3 separate regions of the Sus scrofa genome follow, and all the other regions are linked to region 3. Evidence: chromatin contacts called from public HiChIP or PLAC-seq data. All regions are on one chromosome and are shown on one strand. Each heading gives the region's core, a stretch centred on a gene start, on an enhancer-like site or on the middle of the called end of the contact. The rest is flanking DNA. Distances are from core to core; before and after follow the strand shown.

Region 1 (3,317 bases), core at 519-3,018, 290 kb before region 3:
TTTTTTTTTTTTTTTTTTTTTTGGTCTTTTTGCTATTTCTTGGGCCGCTCCTGCGGCATATGGAGGTTCCCAGGCTAGGGGTCAAATTGGAGCTGCAGCCACCACCAGCCTACGCCAGAGCCACAGCAACGCGGGATCCGAGCCGCGTCTGCAACCTACACCACAGCTCACTGCAACGCCGGATCGTTAACCCACTGAGCAAGGGCAGGGACCGAACCCGCAACCTCATGGTTCCCAGTCGGATTCGTTAACCGCTGTGCCACGACAGGAACTCGGGTCTTGCTGGATTTTTAAGAAGCTTAAAGAGCCCAGAGAGCTGAAAGGGAAGAAAGTTGTCCTCAGACGGGCTCCACATTCTCCCTATTGCTTGGCTGGGTATTTGAGAACCATCTTTGACTAAGTTCTCTTGGTTAATTTTCCATATCCAATTTCTGTAATTTAAACCATACTTTAAAAACTTAACCATGCTTAAAAGTGCTGACGGCTCTTCCTTTCAAATGGTTCCCTTCATCTTCAGTCTTACTGCCACCCCCCCAGTTCACCTCACACCTAGAATAGTGACTCCATCTGGGTTGTACTCACACCATCTGGGTTGTACTCCTGCAAGATTTCTAGCTCTGTAGCCTGCAAACATACACAATGCAGCACTACAACATTACCGCCTACCCTAAAGCTGCGCTGGAGGCGGTGAGGCTATTACAATAACTAAGAGATTATGGAGGCTCAAAAGCAAGAGGCAGATCAAAGAACTTTTATTCTAAGGCACTTCCAAAGTCATTATAATATTACCTAACAAAGTGAGCTACCTGAGGCAAAATTCCCTCACCTATAAGATGGAAAGGGTGGATCAGATCAGTGGTTTTTCAACTACTAGGAGGGCAAGGTGGTCTGGAGAAAAGTTTTAAAACCCTTTACCAGAAGAAAGAGTAGCAAGTGTGCCTCAATCAGCTCCACTGGCCTCTATTTTGTATAGAGGACGTCCAGGCAAAATTGAATGAAAAAAAGGTTCTACAGCAACCCTGAAAAACCAGACGAAGCCACTGGAGGTCTAGATCAGAACTGAAGTTCCATCTCACTCTAAAATTCCATGACAGATTGACTTCTGGCCCCACTGGAAGGTAGCAAGGAGCTATACTTGGACCTTTTCAAATACGCAAATTCAAAGTACCAAGCAGTGGGTGAAACATTAGCCAATACTGAGCATCCAAGGGAATGCTGACACCACTGATGGGAAAACCACAAAACAGGACTGGCTCCGAAACAGTTTCTCAAGAGTCCCTTTCTCCAGCTCCTACCAAGTTGAGAGAGCTTTTTCCACCAAGACACAAACTAAACTTTTGATTTGCTTTTTGGAATGTCTGTCTGCAGGACATGCCTGGGAGCCTGCACTCCCACCAACCTCTGCATGAGTGTGGCCTGAGCAGGCTGCAGGCTGCAGCCCAGTCTGGCCTTCTAAAGCATCCTCTCAGATGTCTGCGGCAGACGGGGTCTCACCCCAGAAGTTAACTCCTGCTGATAAGAACCCTTCCTATGGCCAAACAAAATCACTGTTTGATTCTTGTGGCATTCTTCACTCCTGTTTTTCTTCCTCCTCCTCCCTTCCTATAAAAAAAAGGTGTCTTTTAAGTATATCTAGAAGGAAACCTGAACAGCTAGGCGCTTTCCCCTCTTAATTTGTTCCTTATCCCACTGGTGATTCATGCCCTGGGCCGCTCCTCCCTCAGCACAGTGAGCGGCTCTGTTCGGCTCAGTTGTGGGAGGCCACGTCAGCAGGAAACTGCACTGGCTGCCAGGTCACATTCAAGACTGTCTGGAGCAAGTCAGCGTGCAACACCCGCAGGACAGAGGCTGCTCTATGGTTTTCCTAAGCGAAGGGAGTGCTCAGTCCGGAGAAACAAGACTGGCCTCTGCACACCACAGAGACGCAAGCTTAGGGGAGACTCCAAATACTACAGGTTAGAGCGTCCCCATTTTGAAATGTTCCCCAAGTATTTCCAGTTATAGAGTTACTGGTTTTCCCTTCTCCTCATTTTCTTAGAGGACGTACTGTACTGCATCCAAATTCATATTTGGAAAAGGCTACCAAGAGCCAAATCAAACTTCTTCGTGGCTTTCTGGCTCCTGGGTCCAACAGAGGAAATTCTGCACACCCAACCCACCAATCTCCAAAGCCCTGACATGCACTGAGTCAGGACGGAAAACCTGACCTAAAGAGCTGACACACTAAAGTGATCACAAGGGACTTTTTTTCTTCTAAACACACACAATAAAAACAGTAAACAAAGAAAGCACACCAGATGTTATCATGGTATCTCACAGGATGGATTTAGGACAGGAGGCAAAAAAATCACCCTGCACAAAGAGATACACTGAATAAATGACAAAACCATACTTTATGTAGGTGGCTTAGTAAGGTCCAAAATCAATCCTGTTCATATAAACCAACATGATTAACTTAACATGCTAAAAGAGCTGGGCTAGGAGTTTCTTAGTTTGCTGTAGATTTAGACCAGAGACCCTTTAAAAAGAAAAAAAGTGGAGTTCCCACCATGGCTCAGGGGTAAAGAACCCAACTAGTATCCATGAGGACACAGGTTCAATCCCTGCCTTGCAAGTTAAGGATCCGACATTGCCATAACACGTGGTGTAAGTCACAGACACAGCTCGGATCCCACATTGCTGCGGCTCTGGCCTAAGTTGGCAGCTGTAGCTCCAATTCGACCCCTGGCCTACGAACCTCCATAAGCCACAGGTGCAGCCCTAAAAAATTAAAAAAAAAAAAAAAAAAAGACCCAAAGAAAAAAGTGTGAATTTTCTCAGAAACTTCCTAAGTTGAGGGCTTTCCCCTCCACTCTTGGAGAAAGGTCTCCTTAGGTGGACAGCTCAAAGGTCAAATCTTTCTCTCCAAAAATACCAGGTCTGCTAAAGAAACTATCTAGTCCCGTGGAGGGCATTAGTAAAAGAAACAGGAAAGGAGTTCCCGTCATGGCTCAGTGGTTAATAAATCTGACTAGGAGCCCTGAGGTTGCAGGTTCAATCTCTGGCCTCGCTCAGTGGGTTAAGGATCTGGTGTTGCCATGAGCTGTGGTGTAGGTCACAGACGCGGCTCGGATCTGGCACTGCTGTGGCTCTGGTATAGGCTGGTGGCTACAGCTCCAATTAGACCCCTATCCTGGGAACCTCCTTGATATGCCACGAGTGAGGCCCTAGAAAAGACAGAAAGACAAAAAAGAAAAAAGAAAAAAGAAAAAAAAGAAGAAAAAAAAAGGAGAGGAAGGAGGTGAAGATGGAGAGGTAGCCCAGGGCATGAAGAAAGG
Region 2 (3,537 bases), core at 135-2,634, 320 kb before region 3:
GCCACGTCTGTGACCTACACCACAGCTCATAGCAATGCCGGATCTTTCACTAAGCGAGGCCAGGGATCAAACCCGCAACCTCATGGTTCCTAGTCAGATTCGTTTCCGCTGAGCCACAATGGGAACTCCTAGATTGCATTTTCTTATAAAGCAAACATTAAGACCAATTAATAACTTTACTATATTTGAACAACAGCCAAAAGTCAGTAAAAATGACACATTCTGACAAAGTTCTTTAAGAACCATACTGGACATATAATTAATTAAAGCAAATGCATTAATAACAGAGCAAAAATGAAATAAAAATCAGAGTTGTTTAATGTATTTGTAAAGTAGAGGAGAAATTCAAGGTTTTAATACGTGACTAATGTAAACCTCTGATAATGAAATCGAGAGCAAGAAAGCAATTTTTGTTTCCTATTTTATCAGAAATTATAAATTTAAAGTTTGTAACAAATCAAACTTAAGAGCTATCAGACAGAAATTCTGACCCCCTAATCAGAAAGTCTCACTTCTTAAAAAGCACAAAGAAGTACAAGGATGACCTGGATCTGTCCACACAAATTCCAAAGAGCAACTGCCCAGGGGCTTCTTATTTCTTATATTTAGAACCTTTATGTCACAGAAAGTGAAAGCAATCTGGGATAGTCATCTTTTTAGCTTGCTGTATCTTGCTTTGACTTGCCAAATAGACAACACAATCAGCTTTCTGTAATTTCTCTGCCGCTAGTGTGGCAAAAGGGGTGGGGCTTTGGAGCAGAAAGCTTTGTGTAAGACTCAGTTCTTTTTTAACCCTTTTTTAAACAAGTAAAATTCTTCATCTCTATGTCTCATTCATGTACTCAAAGTTCATTACATCCTGTCACTAAATTAAACAGATTCTACTATAAGAACCCTTAAAATTCACTCCAAATTACCAATGCGTTTTTACTTCCACTGGCATTAAAAACATGCATACTATGCTCAAAGTAGAGAAATTTCTTCAAGATTCCATATTAGAGTCCTCTGTCCTTAACAGGTTCTTAGCATTTGCATTTGGGTGTAGCACTGCTGATAATGCCAAATGCAAATCACACCCTGACCACTTATTCTGAAAGCACCACTGGCAAAAATGTACCCAGTACTGCCTCCAGGGCTCTGCCAGGGCTGAGGCTCAGGATAGGGGATGAGGCAAAAAGCATGGTGCTCATCATAGGTTCCCACACAACAAGAAGAGCCCAGAAAGCTCTAAGCCTCAGGAAGTTCTCTTGGTGTCTGGCATATCACATCCACTGCGCTGCCCAGACCTCCGGCCAGGCAGCTCTGACTCAATCTTTGTCCCCAGATCTGCTGCGGCTGGTGTGAGAAGACCACGGACAACCACCAGGCTGACTCATGCTTCTTCCTGACTCTGTCCTTCCTGTGACTACACCAGCTCCTTGAATTGTTCTCCTCCACTGAGCCCAACCTTCACTTGTCACTTCCGGTCCTGTTGGCAAAGGATTTCTCCCAGTGTACCATACCGATTCTGGGGGAACGAAGGGAAGTCACAGCCACAACTGCAAAAACAACTCAGTGCTGAGGCCACTGCTGTTGAGAAGGGCACACACACTTAATACTACTTCTGGTTAGAATTCTAAGACCCTCTGAAACTCAACAGGCCACCCTGCATCATCTTCAGGCCAAAGTAAGGAAAAAGCAGTAACAGTTGACTTTCATTTATTAAGCAGTCTGGGGAAACACCATGAGGCTACCTGTGGAAATGCACTCAGTGGGTGAGAACAGCAGTCTGTGCCCCCCTCCCTTAGCCAAGGAGGAAGAGGGGAGCCTGGTGGCGCACTTTAAAGATGACATGCCAACACTTTCCTTGACCATGGAGAGCAAGCTCTAAAGGCATGTTTTAAAAATACTAAATGAACATATCTACTTAGCATGCCTACATCACTTCAAATTTTATTTCTAGGGGTCATTCTGTTAGAGATTCAAAATCAATTAGAGGTTATTAAGAACACCAGCCTCTCTCAAGTCTGAGAGGAAAGGTCATCTTTAAACATAATGGCTTCCCTCATTATATTTTTCCTCTGACCTAAACCAGATAGCCTCCAAATGATACCAGTTTTTCCTGCTTCTGAAGAGACTGAAACAGCATCTAAAAGACTCCCCTTCCCCCATAGTCTACAATACTATGAATCTTTAAGGGGTACCAGTTTCATAACTAGTTGTGGAAATTCAGGCTTATTTCATCATCACTCTAAAGACTCCCATTTACACAGGCATCTCCTCTCCCAAAGCTGCTGCCCACTCTGCCTGTGTTCCCTTTTCTCTTAATGGCACATCGAGATTCCCACACCCCGCTATAAACCCAGCCATAAACCATGTCCCTCGTAACTCATCAGTCACTGAGATCTGTTCTGCCTCTATTCCCACAGCAACTAACACAAGGTTTTGTATACAATAAGCATGCAAATATTTGTTACATGAAGAGACAAACCAGATGACCACAACTTATTCTGAGAAGTTTTATTCATACACACACGTACACGTACAGCACGGACCCTGTCTTCAGAGAACCATGGGATATATCGAAAGACTGTAATACCTACTTAGAACTAAATCACTCAGGCTACCAATTTGTAGTGAGCCCAAAGATCACTTTGGAGGCTTCTTAAAATACAGAGTCTAGAGCCTTACTTCCAGAGATTCCTCCTCAATAGATCTGCAAGAGGGCCAGGAGTCTGCTCTACCAAACCCCCAGGAGAGTCATGGTCCACTTTGCAGAAACACCATCCAGCTGAATGGATGGCAGAGGCATGGCCAGAACCAGGGGCAACATGCCTGTCCACACGCACTTCTATGTGCTTCAGAGGATGACATGCTTTGCCTACGGCCCCACTAAGTACAAGCAATAATGCAATCAAAACGTGTAAATGTGAAGAGAGGAGGAAGAAGAAAAATGTCTCCGTGAGTCACTAGGTCAGAATGGGGGTTAGCTGGGGCCACCACAAACTTCAGTTGATGACTGTGGAACGTAAAAGCATCCACTAACTCTTCTCATCAGACTGGTGAGGAAAGTTAGGCCAAGGAGATGAAATCACCTGGGTAAACCTTTACAGCTGAGGAATGTGTGTATGTATGTGGTTAGCAGGGAGGAGGCAGCATAAAAACCCAGGAGTTTCAGTTCATGCTATCCCCCTGTATCTATGGGATGAATGTTGTTTGAATAGAGCTGTTTTAATTGCCTCAAAGTACTTTCTGCAAGCTTACATCCTACATTAACCCTGATCACAACTGCTATTTTTTATGAGATTCCACAGTCCACTGGCCTCTATTGAATAGCAAATGTACAGTAAACTTTTTTAAAACTAGACATTCCAAAGACAAATCAATTTTCTAGTCAAATTCGAATATTTATGGTATTCATATTTAATCACAAGGCAGAAGTATGAACATCAGAAATACTAAAGCTTACCCACTGTGTGAGGGAGCTGAAATTGAACAGGGCAGTATGGAAATAAGAGACTCCGAGGCTCTCAGAAGGCAACACAGGCTTTTTACCCC
Region 3 (3,607 bases), core at 690-3,189:
GATGAATGAATGAATGAATTTATGAAGTCACTGCTTATCACAGTCGCTAGTTTATACAGACTGTTTTGCTGTGAAAGCTAGCTCTTCAGGCTTTCACCTAAAAATATTTAATTTCTTGCTACCTTAAATCTCTCCATCCCCTCTCCATGAAAATCCACACAGAAACACAAGGAAAAGCTTCCCGGTTAGCTCACCCAGCTGTGAGACTGCACTGTGACACTTCCGCATTGTATGCAGATCATGGGAGAGGCACCCTGAAGTCACCATCCTGCGATTCTTTTGGCCTGAGGACACCAGCCCCTGACATACTGCCACATGACATTGTGTGTTTTAAAGGAAAAGACACAAGATCACAGACTAACTGCTTAAGTCCAGCAGGAACTTCTGCCTCTGAAAGAAAGCTCTCATGCACATTTTTCCTCCACTGGTGATGCCAGCTTTTAAAGCAGTTCATGTTCATGGTGATCTATCTAATTTAACGGTTTTTATGTATCTCTGCATATTCAAAGGTTTTATCTATTTCTTTATCTGACCACTTTCCATAAATAGTAAGTATTTTCCCCGGTCTATAGACAAATGAAATAACAAAGACATAGAAAACTTGTGCTCCAGAGAATTTGGCTATGAAAACTTATGCTCTTTTTGTATTTCCATACAGATGATATTGTGATCTCTTCTGAGATAGGATAATAAAAGAAGTGCGTCCTTATGACATAAGGAATTGAGTAGCATAGAATAAACACCACCTACTACTAGCAGATGTGGGATCATTTTTTTCATACAAAGGCCCACACTTTCCTTTTTCAACAATGGAGGTATCCTACCCTAGTTTGTACATATGTATATATTTACTATTTTTTTAAAGAAGAGAAAGGGCATTTCTTGGAACTTCCTCATGGCATTGTCCAAGTACATAAACACTTCTGCTTCTTTCTCACAATCTACGCAAAGCTAATTGACATAAAAGGTAAAAGCTAGGCCTAAGCAAGCCTCCTTTATCTAATGGACAAGTTCACTAAGAAGAATGTAGGGCAATGAAAATGAAAAGTACATAAAAATAACCCAACTGCAGGATCACACACTGAGTCTATAAGAACCTTAAAGACCAGCCAGTCCAGGCTTGTCATTTCACAGAATAATTCCATGGTTAAAATACCAAGGAAAAGAGTCATCCTATTGCAACCATAAACTAAAACTTTTTAAAAATTTATTTTATTGAAGTATAGTTGATTTTCAATGTTGTGTTAATTTCTGCTGTGTAGCAAAGTGATTCAGTTATGAATAGGTATACATTCTTTTTTCCTATTCTTTTCCATTACGATTTATCATAGAATATTGAATATAGTTCCGTATGCTACAGAGTAGGACCTTGTTGTTTATCCATTCAGTATAAAACCTAAGGCCTAATAAGATGGTTGTGACTGAGATCTTTCTGCTATATCTGTGCTTAGCACTAGGTGTTGCTCTACTGCTATTTATAGATCAGCTTTTCTTTGATATGCAGCAGGAGTTGAATCTCCTAATTGCAGTTCCATTCTGCAAATGCTGAGTTTCTAGGATTATACTCTGCTAATATATTATATGTTACACTGAACAAGCTTCATTTAAATGGTGTAGGGATAGCATATTAGAAAGAGCCACTCTAGAAAAAGTGATCAATACATGCCAGGGAAAGGCTACTCCAAAGTTAAATTTTTCAAATTGTCCTAATTCAAATATTTACTTAAACTCTGTTTTTATATTACGTGCAATACAAGGGGAATGACATTGTTAGCCGTGTGTTTCCTGGAACTGACCGTCTGCTACAAGGCCACAGATAAAGTTTGTTTATAGAAAAACAAAATATGAAAAAAAAAAGTTTAGCACTGCTCTATTTGGGGTTTGATACTCCCACACATACCAAGTGGGAGAAAGGACAACTTTCTAGAATCTTTCTTGCTCTGTGGCAACAGAGGACAGAAATGCTTCAACCCCCTCTAGTGACAGATGAATCATTACTTAGATTAGTTCAGTTGTTCAAAATTGAAAGATAATACCACAGGGAGAGACCAGTCATGCTTCAAGAAGTTTATAGTTTAGGGAGAGGGCAAATTTTCAATTCATGTGTTAAGTTTTAAAGGGTTTAAATTCAGCTAAGTGTGACTCTTCAACATTATTACTCAGTTCTTTCAACTCAGATCAACTTGGTATAAACCTCAGCATAGATGTTCCAAATTCTACCCATTACATATGTGATAATGATCTAATCTGAATTTTAAATCTTCTGGACTGGATATATGTAATAAAACAATGTCTAGTATATTGTTGCTAAACATGATTTTTTTTTCCACTTTGGTATTTATGAATAACTATTTGTAAGGCCAACAATCATGCAACCATGCTAATAACAGTCCTGGGTTTTCAGCACAAAAGAAAGTGGCAGCCTTAAGCCCAGAATGGGAAAATTATAATCACCATTACAGAGTTTAGAGTAAAGGGAGAGAAAACAGGTCATGCAAAGCTGGCTGCTGGGATGCATAATATAAACCCTTCAATCTAGTCCTAAAGAAAGGGTTTCTTCTAATTTTTATAGTCTTGGCCTCAAGCTGAAAAAGCCGAGTTCTGAGTTGAAGTCTGACTTTCTTGCAAAATATACTTTTCAACTCTCTCCCTAGCACACAGTCATTCTTTCCTAAAGATTCTATTTCCTTTACATCCTTTGAGGATAAAACTATGCTTTGTGGTTTTTATACCATATTCACTTAGGATATTTTAAAACAGAGTGAACTCTACTTTTTCTACCAATTCTCTCTTCATGGAGGCTCTCCTTTCCCCACTCCTTACAGCCTCAGTGATCATGTGAAATAGTTTCCACTATTATTTTTGCATTTCTTTTGCCTGACTCCATGTTAAAGATGGGCAGTTTTTCGAAAGTGATAGGTCAAACTCCTGATCCATGTTCTTATAAACTTGAAGTAAGAAGTGTTTATGTGTTAAGAAAATTATCTATTTTCTCTAAAAGGGAGAGGGGGAAGAAGTTTTGAAAAAATCCATTTTGGAAATCAATGTTTAGTGAATGGCAGGAAGGAGAGGCCCAATGCTAATAAGTGCCAAGGAAGTTTCTGCCATCTCTAGTCAGACCCAAGTCTATAAGGGACCATTTACAGGTAAGTTTACATGTGTGTGTGTAGGCGTAAGAATAGTAAGAGCTATGAAAATAGGCTTGCCATTCACACACACACACACACAGAAATTATGAAATGTTTACCCTTCATTTTTCATAATGCTATATTAACTAATGTTTTTAATAAATATCTGTTCTATAGGATCTTTTAATGTCATCCTCTAATCTCTTCCATTCCTTTCCATCCTCTAAGCAGATTTCATTTGTATAACTCCAAAGAGGTGAATATGAGTCCTGCTCTTCTTAAAAATTGTTTCCAGCCTATAGCTTAACCACCTCCAATGTTCAAATTTGTTCCAAGATTGAGACAAAATCTCTCTACCAAAAGCAAAATAAAAGCCAAATTCCTACCCTTTGGTCTCATTACTTGTTTTATTATTCTATGTTTCCTAATAATACATTTTTTTTAAATATTGAAATGGGCACATGTTCTGTGGTCCAGAG

What was found. HiChIP or PLAC-seq counts read pairs in DNA pulled down with a chosen protein or histone mark.
Region 1: a contact with region 3 is called in an H3K27ac HiChIP or PLAC-seq map of alveolar macrophages, with 8 times the contacts expected there. The contact joins two enhancer-like sites. A contact is called at or near these places in 1 of 47 Hi-C or Micro-C datasets (omental adipose tissue) and 2 of 2 datasets of contacts at active chromatin or transcription factors (alveolar macrophages and skeletal muscle).
Region 2: a contact with region 3 is called in an H3K27ac HiChIP or PLAC-seq map of alveolar macrophages. The contact joins two enhancer-like sites. A contact is called at or near these places in 2 of 2 datasets of contacts at active chromatin or transcription factors (alveolar macrophages and skeletal muscle).

The regions. Positions count from the first base shown.
Region 1 is chr13:110,699,067-110,702,383 of Sscrofa11.1, reverse strand. The region is part of intron 3 of FNDC3B (fibronectin type III domain-containing protein 3B); the gene reads right to left. Among named protein-coding and RNA genes, the nearest start is that of FNDC3B, 110 kb to the right of the region's middle. Within about 2 kb of position 1,768, at least 51 of the 83 cell types and tissues checked have an H3K27ac peak or open chromatin away from gene starts, as enhancers often do. A contact at or near this core is called in alveolar macrophages, where this site is marked.
Region 2 is chr13:110,727,163-110,730,699 of Sscrofa11.1, reverse strand. All of the region lies in intron 3 of FNDC3B (fibronectin type III domain-containing protein 3B), which reads right to left. Among named protein-coding and RNA genes, the nearest start is that of FNDC3B, 140 kb to the right of the region's middle. Within about 2 kb of position 1,384, at least 38 of the 83 cell types and tissues checked have an H3K27ac peak or open chromatin away from gene starts, as enhancers often do. A contact at or near this core is called in alveolar macrophages, where this site is marked.
Region 3 is chr13:110,403,968-110,407,574 of Sscrofa11.1, reverse strand. No RefSeq gene overlaps it. Among named protein-coding and RNA genes, the nearest start is that of TMEM212, 8.6 kb to the left of the region's middle. Within about 2 kb of position 1,939, at least 10 of the 83 cell types and tissues checked have an H3K27ac peak or open chromatin away from gene starts, as enhancers often do. A contact at or near this core is called in alveolar macrophages, where this site is marked.